Linked DNA regions of Zea mays: region 1 is linked to region 2. A link is a contact called in public Hi-C data. All regions are on one chromosome and are shown on one strand. The core of a region is the stretch at or near the end of the contact, and the rest is flanking DNA. Distances in the headings are between cores, read along the strand shown.

Region 1 (5,269 bases), core at 1,900-4,399, 640 kb before region 2:
TTTGAAACTGCGTGACAGATTTCTATTAAATGAGTACCAAAGGCTAATCTGAAGCCTTGGCACTGTCCACGTTTACTCCCACCCCTGATCTAATTCCATATGTCCTTGATGTACCAATAACATGTAAATTTGTATATTAATATGATTTCTTTATGTTAGTACCTTAGTATTGATATGTACTCACCAATTTGATGGTTTTTGTAGGCTCTGGAGAATGAATATGGTTCTGGTGAAATTGTTAAGCAGGGAACAGAAATAGTTCAGAGAGCTGTCACCAAATCATTCCAGTCCCTACATGAAGCATACAAAGGTAGTTTACCAATTCCACTGAATATGACATGAAACATGAGTTTTTCCTCTCTTGTGAGTAGGGGTGGTAGTGGTAATGGGCTCTAAATTTGACACTATAAAATTTAAGGATTGGGATCTATTTCTATTCATTTTTTAACTAAAATTAATTAAGGGCGTAAACGAATTGTGAAGAAACATTTGGATCGTGATCCATTACCACCCCTACTTATGAGTGCCCTGTAGTGAACTCTTCCATGCTACGCACTATAGGTCTTTTTTTTGCAACTGTAGGTTCTGTTTTGTTCTCTATTCTGATGAATGAATTAAGAACTCTAGCATTCAATAATTTTAAAATTTCTGTTGTTTCATACATATATTGTATCTTGTTTGGAATTGTACAGAGAAGGGTATTGGTCCCTCCTACAGAGAATCTGTCTATAGTGAAGTTGGACTAAACTTACACTCACTTGTTTCAAACACTGCATCTACCTTTTGCAAATTAATGCACCTTTTATACCTTTAATATAAGATACTATATACACTGACGAAAATCTGTTTTTGACTGTGACAACTAATTAGGGAAAATTGTTGGGCTGGTAATATCCACAAATGAGGCTCCATCATCCTTAGGATCCATAATTGACGCACCATCTTCACTGCACATTTCAAGACGGCTAGAAGAAGCAAGCAAGACTACAGACATAGCCTCTGTCGTACTTGTTCGAAAGAGCTTGGCATGGATTACAGGGATCATCCTGCTTGTTTCAACTCTCATAGGGGTGAGGACAACTCACATATCCTCCTGCATTAAACTTGAGATGCGTTTCTACAGTTGTTTAACTCACATACCCAAATTCTAAACTGTTGTGCTATCTGTGCAGGTTTGCTTGCTTATGAACATGCCACTTACCAGGGACACCCTCCTGTACTCGAATGTCAAGATCGATTAGTTTGAAGGGGTGTTCGCGGCAGCTACTCTTGGGGTTCAACTTTGGCCTTGTGTATTTATGGGATGGATTTCAGATGGTAGAGACGTATGCTTGTGCTGTTCACAAAACCAGTGTACAATGTGATACTAGGTGCTACGTGCCTTTCTTTTTTTAATCTGTGCTTCCATCTTGCCTGTATGGGCTGTTTTGTTGTTGGGTTCCCGGTAAATAATCCAGAGCAGTGGCACAAACGATTAGTTGTTGCAGAATGCTACTGCCTTTTCTGAATAAATCTGTCATTGTAATCGAATTTCAACTTGAATAACAGTGTGTATGCTATGTTTGTGGCGCTCGTGGTAGGATTTCCTTGCAACCAAATGGCTGCATCTAAGGGCTGGGCTGGACACTTGTTAGGCTTGGCTCGTTTACTTTTCTCAACTATATCAGCTGCCATAGTGGCACCACATCTGCTAAGAGAAGGCAATAGTAGCACCACATCAGTTATGAGGTAAATCAAATCAGCCACGAGGGAAGTAAATTAGATTTTTGTGATACTTTGGGAATCAATTATACTTTATAAAAAGGAATGCGTATTTTTTTCAAATAAATATCCACCTAATTGTTGGAATAAATATGCATTGAAAAAAATATAAAAACTCATTTATTATTAGGAAAAACATAGAAAGTTTGATGAGTCCAAAAAATATGAAATCGGTTTCACTTTCTTTTTTCTAAAATCATTCTATATTTTCTGAGCTAGATGCTACAATATAGAGCATGATTTTAGAAAATATATGGAGCCTGACATTTTTTATAAGGAAAAGATTTTAGTAAATTCAAGAAAGTTACGTCAAGTGATTACAACTCTCTTGAAAACAAATTGACTTCCTACTCGATTAGAGCATCTCTAACAATGCCTCAAACTAGTATTTCAAATTGAAATATAAGGTTTTACGCAGGAAAAACTACTCCAACAATGTCTCATTTCATAAAATTTGGTCAAAAACTATAGGGCATCCTCTCAAGTGCCTCAAATATACTACACCACAGTGGGCTGCCCTATAATCTAGATTTGAGGTTTTTACTGTTGGAGCGGAATGTTTTATTGATACCATAAATTCTATAAAATATACTCATTTTTAAATTATATGGTATCTTTATAAGTCACGTTGTTGGAGATGCTCTTATACGCTTCTAGTGTGCAAGTTGACTATGATGTATTGATGGTGATGACAAATGAGAAAGCGTTTGGTTCTGTTTGAATGTTGTTAGCTGATGCCTCTTGGAGGCGATAGTGTTGCTACAAGTTAAATCACATGATATACGCTGTTAATGTGCAATCAGAACTTGATTTTTCATTGCACATCTTGATGGTTAAGCAAGACATTACTTCTGAGGAAACATTGCTCGCAATTTGCATGGACTGTGTGATGATTCACTCCGCGGTCTACAAGGATATATCCTCGTCTGAATCCTCTGTTAGCTTTAAATTTTGGGAGGCCATATAAGATCAAATAATTCTAAACAAACAAAGGAACAAAGACAGCAGATATGAAACCATTTATTTCCTGGTTGGCTGCCTGGTGTCATGTAGATATAGCCAAAACTGTTCTTTTTTAAACCATCCACGGAGGTAGGGCTTAAAAAGTTTAAAAGAGTCCAAAAAAACAAATCGAATTCGCGTAAATAGTTGGGAGGTTCCAAATTACCATGATGAGCGGCGACTGATGAATGGAGGTGGAAGCAACAGGTCCGCCCCGGCTGCATGCGGCGCCGAGAACGACGCGCGATTTGGCGGGTGGCTGGCTTGGCTTAGTCGCTGCGCAACCAAAGTCGCGCATGCATGCCCGGCCGGCCTCGGCCATCCATCCATCCGTCCGTCCCACGACCGCGCCTTGTGTCTCCGGCCATCTCATCCCCATGCATTCTCCGCCACCACCATCCATGCAGCATGCGTTTGGGTTTGGGATTGGTAGATAGATTCATTCAGTTGCCTGCTGAGACTGGCAGCTGGATCGATTCCAATTAGGACGGGCTGACTGACGACGGCGATGGCCGCAAGCACGGCGCGGTGGCAGCTGCTGGCCGGCCAGGTGAAACGGCAGGCGTCGGGGTTCCTGCAGGACAAGTACAAGCAGGCGAGGCTGGCGCTGGGCGACGTGACGCCGGCAGAGCTGTGAGTGCCTGACGATACACTGGATGGTATAGGGTGATGCATGGTGATGTGATCGGATGGATACTCAGGCATGCGTGCGTGCAGGCTGGCCCAGGAGGCCACCAACAACGAGCCTTGCGTCCCCGACGCCAAGACGCTGGCGTGCATCGCAGACGCCGCCTTCGACATGGACGACCTGTGGAGGATCGCCAAGGTGCTGCACCAGAGGCTGAGCCGCGCCGCCGACTGGAAGGAGTGGCGCCCCGTGTACAAGGCGCTGGTGGTGCTGGAGTTCCTGCTGACCCACGGCCCCGAGGACCTGCCCCGCGAGTTCCTGGCGGACGTGCGCGCCATGCACGACCTCCGCAGCTTCCACTACGTGGACGACAAGGGCTTCGACTGGGGCGCCTGCATGCAGCGCCGGACCGACAGCGTCCTGTCGCTGCTCACGGACGCCGACCGCCTCAGGGAGGCGCGGCGCAGGGTCTCCCACGAGGTGCACGGCGGCGGCGGGGGCTTCGGCAGCCCGACGTCGTCGTCCTCCCCGTCCTCGGCGTCGTCCTCCGCCTCCTCCAGGACCTCGCGCACCTGGTCCTTCGGCGGCGGCTCCCACTACTCCGACAGCCCTACCATGTGCCTCACCTGCGCCCCCGACGCCGACTACCGCCACGACAAAAAATGCGACGCCTACACGGCCGACGACGACTGTTGGGCCGCCTCGTCGAATTACAAGAGCGGCAGCAGGTGGGCAGCCACAGTGGACGAAGGCGACGGCGAGGACCAGCAGCAGCACCAGGGGCTCATGGACGACGCCTGGGACGCCCACTCGGTGAAGGACAGCACCAGCGGCACATGGTCCGCCAGGTTGCTCGGTTCCTTGTCCTTGAGCACCAGCAGGGCCTCAGGCTTCCAGAGTCTGTCGCAACCGGAGCAGCGAAGGACAACCAAGAAGCTGCAGGGGCAGCTACAGTGCCAGGTTTCCGCCGATTATTCACGGCCTTGATCGCTCGGTCGATGAATACTGCAATTCTCTTTTTCTCTAGATTAACCATTGATTTGACCGGCCTATTACTGTAATTTCTATCTTTTTTCCCCTCCTAGCACAATTAAGTTTCATCTCATCTTCTATTTTTATACTTTATGATAAGCATGGATACAAAAAAGGGACAAGACTTGCTCGCAAATGTCCATAAATTTGTGCTTTAGTATCGGCAAAAACAGATGCGTACGCCATTAGCCCACTGCACACTTCAGCAAGTGACTACTGAGCGAACCGTGGAGATAAATTGAACACCACGAAATAATTAAACAGATTATAGTAATTCGGAGAAATGGCTTCATACAACAGGTAAAAAAGTTTATGCGTGTTCGAAACATCAGTTATCCACCTACCAAATGAATATTTCAGGGTCCTTGTTCAGCTAGCACTTATGTAGGACTAGGAGTATACAGATAGTTAAAACATCGAAGGCTCACGACAGCTATCTAGCAAGCTGATGGAGCAGGCAACTACACACATAGTACAAACATTCAACAAAAGCTGCTTCACGATTCCCTATACTTTCTCAGGTCGAAGGTGAGAGTCCTCGAGCAACTGCACATCCAATCACTGTGTTAAGCATGCGCACAGGAAATAAGACAGGTGCAGTAATGCATACCCGACCTACCTTCGTTCTGAGTCCCTATAAACACCAACAAGTGCCTCGGCCTTGTCATAGAAACTGTCCTTCAGAGATATAACTATGCTCTGAAAACCACTCTCGCCATCGCTGCCTTGTTCATCACCAACACGTTCACATGATTTTGATCTGATAAACCCGGCAACCTTGGCCACATTTAAATTGTCCAGAGCAGCATCTACTTCGTCCAATATGAAGAACGGTGATGGCCTAAA
Region 2 (5,082 bases), core at 764-3,263:
TTAAGCTAGCAGAACTAGCGAAGGAAAGTCTTCATGAAAAGCCAACATTGCCTACTCCTGAAGCACCTTCCCAAGTTGATTCAAAATATATTGTTCGTCATGCTTCGGGGAAGCAACTATCCGAAGATCAAATTGCCGAAGTGCAACATTATGCAAGGAATCTTAAATACCCTTGGGGATCCTTAGTTTATAGAGGGAGCGACGAAGACGACTTCCTTTACTGTCTACCAGACAGGAAGGAGATTGATGTTTGCCGGGAAATGATGGACAACATGGGATACCTGAAGCTTGAGCATGGTCTGTCTGTAATGACGAAGGACCAACTTGTAGATAGTCTCGCTTATAACAGCCTGAAAGTTTGTTTATTTTGCCTTCATATTTGGTAATTTTTATTATGATGAACGATTTTGTGGTGATAATTATTATCGTTATTTGTACATTCTTTGTTTGTCAGGGTCTAATTCTTAGCAAAGCTTTAAAGGCTCAGAAAGATGCAGAAGATGAGAGCAATCAGATGGCAATTAGAAACCTTCGTTCGGAGGTTATAACTTTGAGAAACGAAGCTCTCGAGAAGGATAAGATCCTGCTCTCTTTGGTGGAAAGATTAAAATCTAGTGAAGCTAGGCTTTCTAGCCTTTCCGAAGCAGAGCAGAGGGTAAAGGTGTTTGAAATGAAGCAACAAAAAATGTGAAGCGCATTGCTGACTTGGAGTATGCGCTATTTGTTCAAGTAGAATTGCACAGATCTGAAGTGCAAGGATTGAAAAAGAAACTCGATGAAGTGACTGAAAATTTCAATGTCGAGCAAATAAAGCGCGAAATATCTGATACTCAACGGCTGAGAGTTCAAAAAAATGTCGAGGAGCTTCGTCAAGCAAAAGAGGAATGCTACAATGTTGCCCTGGAATGTTGTAATAAATTGGAAGATAGCTTTGCCAAAATTGGTGCGTTCTCTACGGGGCAAAATTTTATTCGTGGCTATCCTGATTGAGTTATTCGGTGGATTAGCGGCGAAGCCGAAGGTTTTGAGGAGATTCTCGGTGATAGGGGAGACTTATACGCCTTCATCGGCGCCTGCGGAGCTGTGTCACTCCTTGAGAAGGTTGGCTCTGCGAGTATGCAAAGACTGTGGTTTAGCCAGGATTCTCGATCTCAGCCAACGACATTAAGAACCCTTCGGCCGAAGCCGCTGCGCTAAGTGGAAAGTTTTATTCCGAAGTCTGGTTGAGAGATGGCCGAGAGGTAGCTGACGAAGCTATCAGAAAAATGAGAAAGAGTCTCATGCTACTTTGGAAGAGACCCAGAAAACTGAAGAAATTGCAGAACGTACAAGACTTTAAGTATATCTATCGTGACCTAGCAGCTTCGTAAATGTACGGCAAAAGAAGGGAGGTACATCCAAAAACAAGAATGAGAAAATGTAAATCATTTATATTTATATAATGTTTGGGACGGACTTGGACTCTTTGTGCGCGAATCTTCTAGCGTTGTTTCATTAACATGGCTATAGAGAGATACTGCCTGCTCTTTTCTATGCAGGTGCAGGTCTACCCACGTCGAAACATATTAGCAGCTCCACTACACATATAAGCTGAGGGTATAATTCGCTATGGCGTACTAACCGGCCGGGCATTGAAACAGGGATCATCACGAAGATACGTTCGTGTGTACAGTAATAATGATCTACGTACTCTCTTCCTTTGTACATATACGTGCGATTTACGCGTATCATTACCCAAAATAGTGCGATTCACCCGTATCATTACCCAAAATACTGTTTTTACTGTAAATTGTATTGTTCGTAGAATAAAGTTTGAATATGATTACGTGGACCACTAAGAGTAAGTTGATGTCAATAACCTAATCAGTAGGCCAGCGAGGAAAAGAGCTCGAGCCTTCAGCAAGATCAGTAACCCCATTTTAAACCGGGCTGGAGCCATATCCCAACCGCAGCATAAACAGGATATAAACAGGAGCCAAAGCGACACCACCCTTTCGCTCTCGCTCTCGCCACAGGGCGACAGGTGCGCGTAGCCAGGAGACACGGCTAGATTGGTAGTAGTAGAGCGAGAAGCAGAGAGAGAGAGAGAGAGATGTGTTTGTGTGGCTACATCATCTCCCCAAGGGCACAGGCACAGGCACAGCAGCCGCTTGCCTGCCTGCAGGCTGCTGCAGGCTGCTGCCGCGCAGCAGTGCCGCTGCCGATGCGTCAAAATTAGCAGCAGGGGAGTGTGCACAGTTCACGGTCTGCTCTCTTTCTCTCTCTTCCCCTATTACGAGTCCCAGCAGCTAGAACAACACAAACCCTCTCCTGTAGCTAGATGTGTGGTAGTAAGCTCTCGCTGTTAACCTCGGCAAAGAACCTACTGGAAGTCGGAAGGGAAAAAGCAAAGTAGGAGTAGCTAGCTAGTATAGCAAACAAGCTCCCCCGTGTGCCGACGAGCCGCCGACTAGGTCAGCCGCCATGGACTTCGACGAGCACGATGACGGCGACGAGGAGATGACGCCGATGCCCGTGAGCTCGAGCTACGATGCGCCGATGCAGCCGGGGCTGGGACTGGGCGGAGGAGGCGGCGAGACCCCGAAGCACGGGGATTCTGCTGGAGCCGGGAGCTTCAGGACGCCGCCAGCAGGCGGCTTCGGGGGAGGAGGCGCAGGCGCAGGCGCAGGCGCAGGCGGTGGCGGGGCCACCAGGTACCGGGAGTGCCTCAAGAACCACGCGGTCGGCATCGGCGGGCACGCGGTGGACGGCTGCGGCGAATTCATGGCCGCTGGCGAGGAGGGCTCCATCGACGCGCTGCGCTGCGCGGCCTGCGGCTGCCACCGCAACTTCCACCGCAAGGAGTCCGACAACTCGCCAGCGGGAGGCGGGGGCGTCGCGCCGCCCGATCCCGCCGCCGCCCTGTCCCCGGCCGCCATCACAGCCTACGGCGCCGCCGTGGCGGCGCACCACCACCAGTTCTCCCCCTACTACCGCACCCCTGCCGGGTACTTCCTGCACCAGCAGCTGGCGGCCGCCGCCGGGCACATGCAGCGCCCGCTCGCGCTGCCGTCCACCTCCCACTCGCTGGGGCGCGAAGAGGGCGACGACGTGTCCGGGCTGATCGGCCCCATGGTGGTGGCGCCCATGATGGGCATGTCGCTGGGCCCGGGCGGCGGCCCGTCGGGGGGCTCGTCCGGCGGCTCGGGGTCCGGCAAGAAGCGGTTCCGCACCAAGTTCACGCAGGAGCAGAAGGACCGGATGCTGGCGTTCGCGGAGCGGCTGGGGTGGCGCATCCAGAAGCACGACGAGGCCGCCGTGCAGCAGTTCTGCGAGGAGGTCTGCGTCAAGCGCCACGTGCTCAAGGTGTGGATGCACAACAACAAGCACACCCTCGGCAAGAAGCCATGACCGACCGCCGGCCATTCGCTTCGCGCCGGCGCCTGCACTGTGTGCTAGCTAGGTACACCACCACTGATCGCATTGCATCATGGATCTCCTCCTCTCTTTCTCAGCACCGTATTGCTTGCTAGCCTTTTTTTTTTGGGGGTACTCCTCTCCTTGCCTTCCTTTTTTTAGAGTTTTAGCTAGAAATGTAAGCTAGCTACTTAGGTCAGTAGCGAGCAGCAGTTCTTGGATTTTAGCTACGATGGAGAAGACGGCCGTTGTTCTCTTGTCATCTTCATTATTTTATTGTACTTCTTTGGCTGTGTGTGTGTGTGTTTCGTAGATGAGACGATCATGACGTTGGTGTTGGGAAGGAGGAGGGCAGGGCATGGCCATTTGCCGATTTGGATGGATCTTGGAGATGTACGAGTCGCTTTTGTGTTTGCAATTTAAAATTTAGATCGTGTCTGGGGATTTGGGTTGCATGCATCGCCCCTCCTCGTGCTTGGGACTTGTCGAGAGCCGGGATTATTTTTTCACTCCGCGGCCAGGGCTCCTGTCCTGGGTCCGTCGTCCGTCCACCACCCAGGCAGGCTTTGGCTGCAGCTAGGGCAGAGGCAAGTTCATCATCGATCAGAACTCAGAAGCGTCTGTTCCTAGGGGTTGTTTGGTTTGGTGCCTAAGACGCCACAATGTGCCAAACTTTTCTGCCTAACTTTAGTTCTTCAATTCGAGCGCCTAAGGTTAGGCAGATTGTGGCGCCTTAGGTAGGAAACCAAACATGCCTCTAGTCTCCTACAGCAGCTTAGCCTGCCACTGCCTTGACCACATGCCAAGCGGCTAGCAGCGGCGCACTGGCGCATGCGCTTTCCAGCGTCACCGGAGTGTGGCAGGAGAGTAGTAACTAGGAGTACTGTGACCTGTTCTTGATCCGTCCGTCTCTCCATAACCAGCCCCATTTGCTTCTCAACATCTTCTCTCTCTCTCTACTACGTACTAAGTTAATGCTGGGCGACCAGCTTCACTGCTGCAATGTCACTGGCACTGCTCGGGTCCGTAACACATTTGATGCTCCCTTGCACAATTTGGGAGCAGGCAGCGAATCGAAGGCTAGCTGCTGCAGACCCGCAGTAAACGCTGATGGACGCGTGAGGGGCGCCGTAGCAGCATATATGAGCTGATCAATGAAGCTAGCTAGTGGTCTCCTTCCTCGCTTTTATTAAGTTTCGGCATCCTCCTCCTTTCCGCTTTTACTCCCACTTGTTGGTGGCGAGAGTAGGCGCGCGCGAGCGAGCTGCCGAGTTCCGCATTCAATTCCGGTTGTGGCCCTCGGCGCAGCATTTATGGCTACATTCTTCGCCATGCGATATGCGCAGCAGGAAAGCGTCGTCCATGGCGTCTCCGATCCGTATGGAGCTAGGAGAGCGGAGGCCAAAGCAGCCAGAGAGATTTGCCAGCCTTGCAAGCTCCCTAGCTACCTGTTAGCTCCATCTTTGTTTTGGAAGAAAGTTAAAGCACGAGGACGATCTGCGCTAGCTTCCTCTCTCTCTCTCTCTCTCTCTCTCTCTCTCTCTCTCTCTCTCTTCTCTCTCTCTCTCTCCTGGCCTTTTCCGCGCGCTGCCTTTGTTGCTCCGGGCGTCGCATGCGGCGGACGCTCCCTCCCCCGGCCCTGCGCTGCGCACGCAGGCTTTCCACACGAACGTACCCGGTCCGGTA

Evidence for each region. Hi-C and Micro-C count contacts between places; a contact is called where the count stands out from the background.
Region 1: a contact with region 2 is called in a Hi-C map of tassel, with 2.1 times the contacts expected there. The contact joins the promoter of LOC100277273 here to the promoter of LOC100283050 in region 2. A contact is called at or near these places in 1 of 25 Hi-C or Micro-C datasets (tassel) and 1 of 3 datasets of contacts at active chromatin or transcription factors (leaf).

What each region holds. Positions count from the first base shown.
Region 1 is chr1:205,867,671-205,872,939 of Zm-B73-REFERENCE-NAM-5.0, reverse strand. LOC100277273 (ENTH/VHS family protein) reads left to right here and starts at 3,149. Exons shown (of 2, transcript NM_001398925.1): 1 at 3,149-3,396; 2 at 3,481-4,538. The coding sequence starts at 3,272. The coding sequence ends at 4,378. It overlaps LOC100276220, which reads left to right. Exons shown (of 11, transcript NM_001150061.1): 9 at 205-310; 10 at 871-1,070; 11 at 1,173-1,508. The coding sequence ends at 1,241.
Region 2 is chr1:205,231,199-205,236,280 of Zm-B73-REFERENCE-NAM-5.0, reverse strand. LOC100283050 reads left to right here and starts at 2,013. Exons shown (of 1, transcript NM_001155952.2): 1 at 2,013-3,769. The coding sequence starts at 2,464. The coding sequence ends at 3,390.